Regions from separate parts of the Mus musculus genome. Here region 1 is linked to region 2. The links are chromatin contacts, called in public Hi-C maps. All regions are on one chromosome and are shown on one strand. The core of a region is the stretch at or near the end of the contact, and the rest is flanking DNA. Distances in the headings are between cores, read along the strand shown.

The links. Hi-C and Micro-C count contacts between places; a contact is called where the count stands out from the background.
Region 1: a Hi-C map of liver shows a contact between it and region 2, with 1.6 times the contacts expected there. The contact joins the enhancer-like site here to the promoter of AI463229 in region 2. A contact is called at or near these places in 1 of 15 datasets of contacts at CTCF or cohesin (CD8 T cells), 7 of 484 Hi-C or Micro-C datasets (the HPC-5 cell line, the HPC-7 cell line, liver and 3 more) and 4 of 115 datasets of contacts at active chromatin or transcription factors (CD8 T cells, the HPC-7 cell line, embryonic stem cells and 1 more).

Annotation. Positions count from the first base shown.
Region 1 is chr13:37,714,617-37,718,353 of GRCm38.p6, reverse strand. Gm40918 (a long non-coding RNA gene) reads left to right here. Exons shown (of 3, transcript XR_873258.2): 2 at 711-801; 3 at 892-972. Among named protein-coding and RNA genes, the nearest start is that of Gm40918, 18 kb to the left of the region's middle. Within about 2 kb of position 2,408, at least 44 of the 459 cell types and tissues checked have an H3K27ac peak or open chromatin away from gene starts, as enhancers often do. A contact at or near this core is called in liver and pancreatic cancer cells, where this site is marked.
Region 2 is chr13:37,665,401-37,669,142 of GRCm38.p6, reverse strand. It overlaps AI463229 (a long non-coding RNA gene), which reads left to right and starts at 1,408. Exons shown (of 3, transcript XR_382206.3): 1 at 1,408-1,645.

The DNA of each region.
Region 1 (3,737 bases), core at 1,159-3,658, 48 kb before region 2:
CCCCAGCAAAACAACATGGCTAGGTCCTTCTCAGCAGCAGCCCACTATCCTGGTACCAATCTCAATTTTAGTTTGCCTTTTTTTTTTTTTTTTTTTTTTGCCTTGATAAAATCCTCTTTTCAAAAGCAACTAGTGGGAGGGAAGGGTTTATTTGGTTCATGCTTTTGGTCACAACCCATCACTGAGGATCTAGAGCAGAAGCTAAAGTAGGGCTTGAAGCAGAAGGCATGTGAGAATGTTGCTTGCTAGCTGCCTCTCTAGCTGGTGTGCAGTCAGCTTTCTTCATCAGCCAAGACCCAACTATCTAGGGATGCTGCTGCCCACAGTGGTCTGGGCCCATCTGCATCAACCATCAATAAAGACAATCTCTCACAGACATGGCTTCATGCTAATCTGATTGAGGCAAGCCTTCAACCGAGGCTTCCTCTTTGTAGCTGATTCTAGGTTACATTTCACTAATGGTTGTGTCAATAAAAACCATGAGAATGGGCAACATTCTCAGATGGACTTCCTGGCTGTGATCAAATTCAGTGACTTTTCTCCTTACATGGTAGTCATTGAGACCTTATGGCTTGGAATAGTGTAGTCTCATAAGGGGACACCAATGACCTTTAAGGAGCTTAAATAAGGGGCTCAGCAGTCATAGTGACATAATAATCACCCAAAGAGCCCAGGACCAGAGGTAGTGGCTGCTCTCCTTTCTTTCACAGAGGAAGGAGAACTGTTGCAGGCGTGGGGGAAGCCTAAGCTCAGGAGGCTCAGGCTTAGCACTGGACGTTTTGGGCTATGCAGCCCTGTGTGGTGAGTCCTGTTCCTTGCATTTTTGCATGTTCACAGCCTTTTTGACCTCTACTCACTGAGTTCTAATATTAGCAAATCTTCCCCCAACAGGTTTTGCCCATGAAAAATGTCAACACATATCGCCAAATATACCCCGAGGAACAAAATTACTTCAGGTGGAGCATTAGTATCACCAGGAGATCAGAAGTCTAGACACCGAAGTCGGGGGTGGGGGTAGGGGTGGGGTCATGGGAGGGTGGTGGTGGTGGAGGGGGTATCCATTCAGTTGCCCTCAAATGGTCCAAACCTGAGTGGAACTCTAAGCTGGAGGCTAGAAGTACCATAGGCTTCATCTTGAAAGTCTCCTGAGGAGAGCCAAAGTCAGTTACTGGTGAGTAGAAGCAGGAGCAGGAAGCAGGAGCAGGAAGCAGGGTGCCCGAGGGTGGTATTCCACATCAGGTGTTACTGGGTGGCCTATCTATGGGTGTCATTTACAACACACACCATCTGGCAGCTTCACCTCTTAACTAGTCTTGCTAAGAACATGGTGAACTCTTAAAGTCCTCATTTAAAAATGCTCCACAAACAAAAAGCTCAGGGCCTTGGGGGCAAAGCCTTGGCCTTTTTGTTTGCAGATCTGTTTGAGACAGAGGGTTTCATGTGCAATTCAGGAGCACAGGTGCCTTCTGCAGAAGGCTGGCTTAACAAGACCCACCTGCTATGACAGGGCACCAAGGCTAGAGTCTGGGAGACTGGGTAAAAGGTAACAGAAATAGTAAGGGCCTGGGTCTAAGATGGAATGGTTGCTGGAGAGGGGAGGAGACAATTAGACAATGTAGCCAGTTGGTCTTGGGTGTGTGTGAGGAAGAGGAAGTTGGGAAGAGCCCAGGCTGTCTGGTTGTTTGAGCATCACGTTTTGGTAGGTGCCCAGGATGAAGAGGATAAGAGTGGTGAATTTGGGTAGCTAGTTGGGACAATGAAGGAAATGACTGCAGTGTTGGATCCGGGAGCCTAGGATCCAGAGGCAGGTCTGGAGATAAGGTTTATGAGTCATGCTATGCAGGTAGCAGTTGAAGCTGTGGGTGGGATAGCCCAGGGGACTGTGTGTAAGGAGACAGGCTGGAGAGGGTAGGTGAAGACCTGAGAAACCACAGCTGCTTTCCGTTCCGATTCAAATCCTACTCAAGTCCTTTGTCCCATGATCCTCATCCAAACCCACAGCCCACATCGATTGCGTCATCCTTCACTCCTCCCAGGAATCTGAGTTTCTTGTCATGTTCCACCTAACGTGGGACCGCACTGAGTTGTCTTGGGGCCAACAAAGGTATTTTTTGTTCTTTGCTGCTAGGGTTTGCTTTTTGCCTTTGAAACCTGTTGCTAGGTCTAATGAAAGCATGGCTCTCATTTGGGGTGGGGGTGGGGGGGTCTCATTTCTGCTTCCTCCAAATCAGTTAGCCCTGGGCACAAATCCTCCCTATGTGTGTTTTGATGGGCCCCCTGCTACAGGAGCTTCATTAAAGATTCTGGTTCGGTGAACGTTTTGATTAGAGGACAAAGCTCAGGTCCCCTAGAAAGAGTTCACAATCCATTTCCTCCTTGCCAACACTGGGGCTCAGGGCTGACTCAGTAAGTCAATATGTCTCGGGTCTGCTTGGTGGATCCCAAACCCCGTTTCGGAGAGCAATCTGGAAGGAGAGATAGTCGTCTGTGCCCTTACTTTTAAGCAGATGGCCAGTGGTTTATTTTTTACTACAAATTAGTTAGACGGTGATGCTGGACAGTAGAGCATGGGAATCATTGTTTATTTTGGGAAAAAAATTAAGATTCCATTAATCCAGCTGTAATGGGGGATCAGTACTGGAAAGACTGGTTAGGGACCTTCATGAGCCAGGTTGCTGGAAGGAAGGATGGCTCAGAAGCACTGCTCAGTGCTTTCTCTGCTAACTGGGGTTATCTGCCAGCGAAGGTGCAGCTGATCCCTGGGACATTTGCACCAGGCAGTTTCTGAACTTTAACCTACTGTCGCAATCAGGATTCTGTGTGCGTATGTGGGAGTCACAGGATCTGGGCCCCCAAGCAGGGGTTACTAGACTACAGGCATGCTCTGACTGTACCTGGCCCAGGCTGCAAAGGGTGCCATGGCCTGTGGGTTAGTTCTTGTGTATAAACAGGGGCTGGGCATCCAGTGAGACACCGTGACTCCTGGAGAAGGCAGTGTGATTCAGAGAGCTTGGTCTCTCCACGGGGGCTCCCCTCTGCTCCAGGGGCAGAGGTTGACAGTGTTTGTGACAACGATTGGGTCGTCCTATTGTTTGCTCATCTGGCTGTGTGCTCTGAGTGTGCACTCTTGGTTGTTTGTTTTTTCCTCCAGAGATTTTAGATGATTTTCCTTCCTGCCCAAGCTGTCTGTGGACCGACAGTGTGAATCACAAGGTGATTGCCCTGCATTCACCATGCAGAGCACCCAGACGTGTTTCAGCTGAACAAGTGCTGGGAGTTCCAGCTTTGCAAAGTCAGGGCTGATACTTGCTTGGCACTGGCAGGCGTTTCCACCCTTTGCTTCTGCCCAGAGTTCTCCTTTTTCTCTGCACTACCCCTCTGTCGTGCTTGCCACCATCCTTCCTCCTCCTCTGGATTCTTTAGCCCAAGGATGCACAGTGGCTTTCTTTGAACTGACTGAAGTTTTCCATGCTGCAAGTTAGGAGGATATTTGTCCCTAGCCTACATACCCAAACTCATTTCAGCCTTTCTGTATCCTTTTAGGTTTAAAGGCATCTCAGGAAGCAGATGAGCAACTCCATTTAGGACAGTGCCATTACTACTAGTAGACCCTACTCTGTCTCTTGTTACTTCTTCATATATGTGACATTTGTAACAGTGGGTAATGTAATCTCACTTTTTTTTTTTTTAATTTCACTTTGGCAAGAGGCACAGTGGGGTGAGAAGAAAAGTGTACT
Region 2 (3,742 bases), core at 159-2,658:
TCACAGAGGGAACTCTGTGAAGCATACAAGATGAACAAAGTAATTAGTGTATTTACGAACCAGGGATTGTTGCATAGTTCAAGGATGCGGAAGGTAAGAAGAGAGGCAGAGTGGTACTTGGGCAATGAGCCACTGAGGCTAAGTGTGCCTGTGGCTTCTCACTCCCTTTGGTAGCAGGACCCAATTTGATCCTTTGAAAATGAAGTATGACAAGTGTCATGATTTGAATGCACCCCCCACCCCCAGAGGTCACATGCTAGATGAAAACTCATTTCCAATAAAATCATGATGGGAGGTGAGGCCAAATAGAAAGCCATGGAGGAACCACCATCATGAGTGGATTAAAGCCATCACTGGGGGTTGGGTTCTTCATAGAAGGACGACGTTAGGGCTGGAGGCATGGCTCAGCAACTCAGACTGCTTGATGCTCTTACAGAGGACTGCAGTTCAGTTCCCAGCATTCATAGGTGAGCAGCTCACAGATACTGTAATTCCAGAACCAGTACAGTACCAGATTCCAGCATCTTTAGTCTCCAGTGGCCCCTGTACACAATTATAAGGCCACATTCTCTAATGAGGGTTTATTGGCAGTTAATGGCTGCTGGAGAAAGGGGAGTCACCATACCCATGCTCACAAAAGCAACCCTAATTAAACTCAGGAATCATTAAAAAAAATGACATGAAAGTACAAAAGTCTTCTAGGAAGGCTGGGTTAAAGGATAAGAAATGGTTAAGGGGGGATACAATCAGATACACACTAAATAAATACTAATATTTCATTAAAACATGTCACCCTGGCTGGGTGGAGTGGTGCATGCCTTTAATCCCAGCACTCAAGAGACAGGCAGACAGCTCTGTGAGTTCAAAGTCAACCTTGTCTACCTAGCGAATTCCAGGCCAACCAGGGCTGCATCATGAGACCTCCCCACTACCTAAACAACAAAACAACAGCAAGGCTTGAATGAAAAGGTGTCCTGTGAGGAGTGGCGTTCTTGGGGTGACTACCATTTCTGGACCAATCAGCATAAAGGACACACATTGCTCAATGGGTCCTGAGCCACAGTTGGTTAGGAGCAAGGTGGTAGGGTGGCTAGAGGAAACAATGGTGCATTGTATAAAGTCTCTCAAGAAGGCATTTGGAACGGTTTCACTATAAGGAAATGGGCTGAGGGCCGGTTTAGCAAGTGCAGGATGTGAGCTTGATCATCTCCGGCACCACAAAAAAGAAAAAAGGATATGCTTATCCTATTTTAAATATTACCAAGTGTGTGCATGTACCAAACACCATATGGTGCCCTATAAGTGTGCACAGTCCTTATGGTTTAACAAATCAGTTAAAAGTGAAAAATTAAAATAAAATAAAAAAAAAGATTGAACCAAAAGAACATGCTCTTGGTCTTTCTAAGGTAGAGTGCCAGTCTCCATTGCAAACAGTGGCCCTTGAAAGAGCAAGCTTCAAGGAAGGACAGGCAGGGGGGGCATCCTGAAGCCTGTCAGAACCGTGGGCCTTATCCAAAGGGAAAAAGTAGCTGTCACTTGTTAGAGCAGAGTCCTCGGCACAGTGTGTCCGTCCTGTTTGGAAGTGTTCCCAAAAGGACTCGTGAGCTCTGTGCCATCAAGTACTTCCCTTCATCAAGCTGAGGAGGTGAGAGCTGGAAATGAGTACTGGACAAGGGAGGGGGGAGGGAGAAGGAGGGGGAGGGAGGGAGGGAGAGAGAGAGAAGAAAAGAAAGATGGAAGGAGGGAGGGGGAGGGGGAGGAGAAGAGAGGAGAAGAGGAGAGAGGAGAGGAGAGGAGAGGAGAGGAGAGGAGAGGAGAGGAGAGGAGAGGAGAGGAGAGGAGAGGAGAGGAGAGGAGAGGAGAGGAGAGATGTAGATAGGAACAGAGTGGAAGGAAAGAGGAAGAGCGAGGGAAAAGAGCGAGGTGCAAGAATCCTTCATATTCCCAGAGAGCAGGACTGCACAGACAGCTCTAGAACTGTTCGTGGTTGGGACGTCCAGTTCTGCGCAGTAGTTTAGAACCACAGACGGCTGGTTCTAGTCAAAGTCTTACTAAACCTTGGAGGAAGGTCACTTTTACCAAAGCGAAAGGCAGAAAGGCTGACTTGTAGCAGACGGGAGCTTGGTTCAGAATGTGGTTAACCCTTGTCCAGAGGAGACAGAATGTGCCCCTTCTGAGGGCTCGTGGAACCCTTCTCGCCGGTGCTTCCTCCTACGCAGGGCTCTGCCCTTACAGCTGGAATGCATCCCGCTGCTGGAGGCCACAGGTGCCACACACTTCTTCGTTGTGCCACAGATTAATCCACACGGTCAGGACTGTTGCTGGGGAACTCCAGCCGGCAAAGAATTCCAGTGGGTCAGAGACAAGTTGGTGTAAGTGCTGGCACGGCGCGGCTCACCTGTTGTGTGATTAAGTCATGAGCTGCCGGTTGTTGTCTTTGGGACAAGGCCAGGCAGCATTTGTTCAAGGGAAGAACGAGGCTCTGTGTGCTGTGTGACTGTATCAATAGTCACGGGCAAACAGATTCCCGCAGAAGGGTAGAATGGGAAGTGGGCGGTGCAGACAAAGCAGCTGTGTGGAAAGATATCTCCGTCAAGAATGGGTTGGTGGCGAGGAACAAAAACTCCCTTAGCCGGAGTAGAAATGGGATCTGTTGATGGTGTCGGGGAACTCAGGAAACATGGAAGGAAGGTGAGGCTGACGTCATGGGAACTGGAGGCCTCTCTAGGAGCTCCTCACTCCCTGACCTGCTCTCTCACCTCTTGGGTAGGTCAACCTCATTCCTCTTTCTTGACAGGAGGCTTCTTTCCAAGGCCTCTCTCTCTTATGACTTGGGCCTGTATGAGGATTGCGGTTGCCATGGTGCCCATGAGTCCTCCACCTCACCACAGCCTTAGGCTACTCCCCAGCAAGATACCCAGTGTTTGCCAGTGATGGACCCAATATTCCCAGGAAGGCCTGTAGTAGTCTTTAGCAAAGCACTCAATATTCTCCAGGGAGGGACTCAGTACTCACTGTCAAGATGGGCTCTTTCAGGAGTTCTTTGAAAATGACTCCGTGTGTGTGTGTGTGTGTGTGTGTGTGTGTGTGTGTGTAGGTGGTATGCCACAGGACAAATGTCAGAGGACAACTTGTGGGAGTTAGTTCCCTTGCTCTACCCCGAGGGTGGGTCCTGGGAATTGAACTTGGGTCTTCAGACCTTGGTGGCAAGCTCCTTTATCTGTTGACTCATTTTCTTGGCCATATTTCAGGAAGTCTTAAGATGGGTGCCCTTATGGTTCTAACCATTGGGAGCTAGCAAATGTGAGCCTAGGGTGAGCTTCTGGTCTCTGGCTTATCACTGGGAGTAGGTTCTCTGAGAATGAGTAGGGTGGGAGTCAAGATGGTAGATGCAGGGAATGGCAGATATATTTGTGTGAGCACTGATTGCTGGGTTGGGGTGGACACTGCTGTAAATGATAGCACTGATAGGATCTATCTGTACTGACTCTGGCTCCTGGGAAGCCAGGCTCTACAGAGGTCAGGATATGACCTTGGCTTGGAGTAACAGTGGTATAGCCAGCACTGCATTAAAGAGCCAATTGATACATAAAATGGCTGAGAAACTTAAGGAATAGTTAAGATCAGAATCTTGGTGCCTCTTAGAGGGCAGATGCCCCTGGCAGGGGCATCTTGGAAAGGTCGTGATAAGATGGAGTAGGGTTAGGTTAGACTTGGGTGAGCTCCCCTTGTAGCCAAGCAG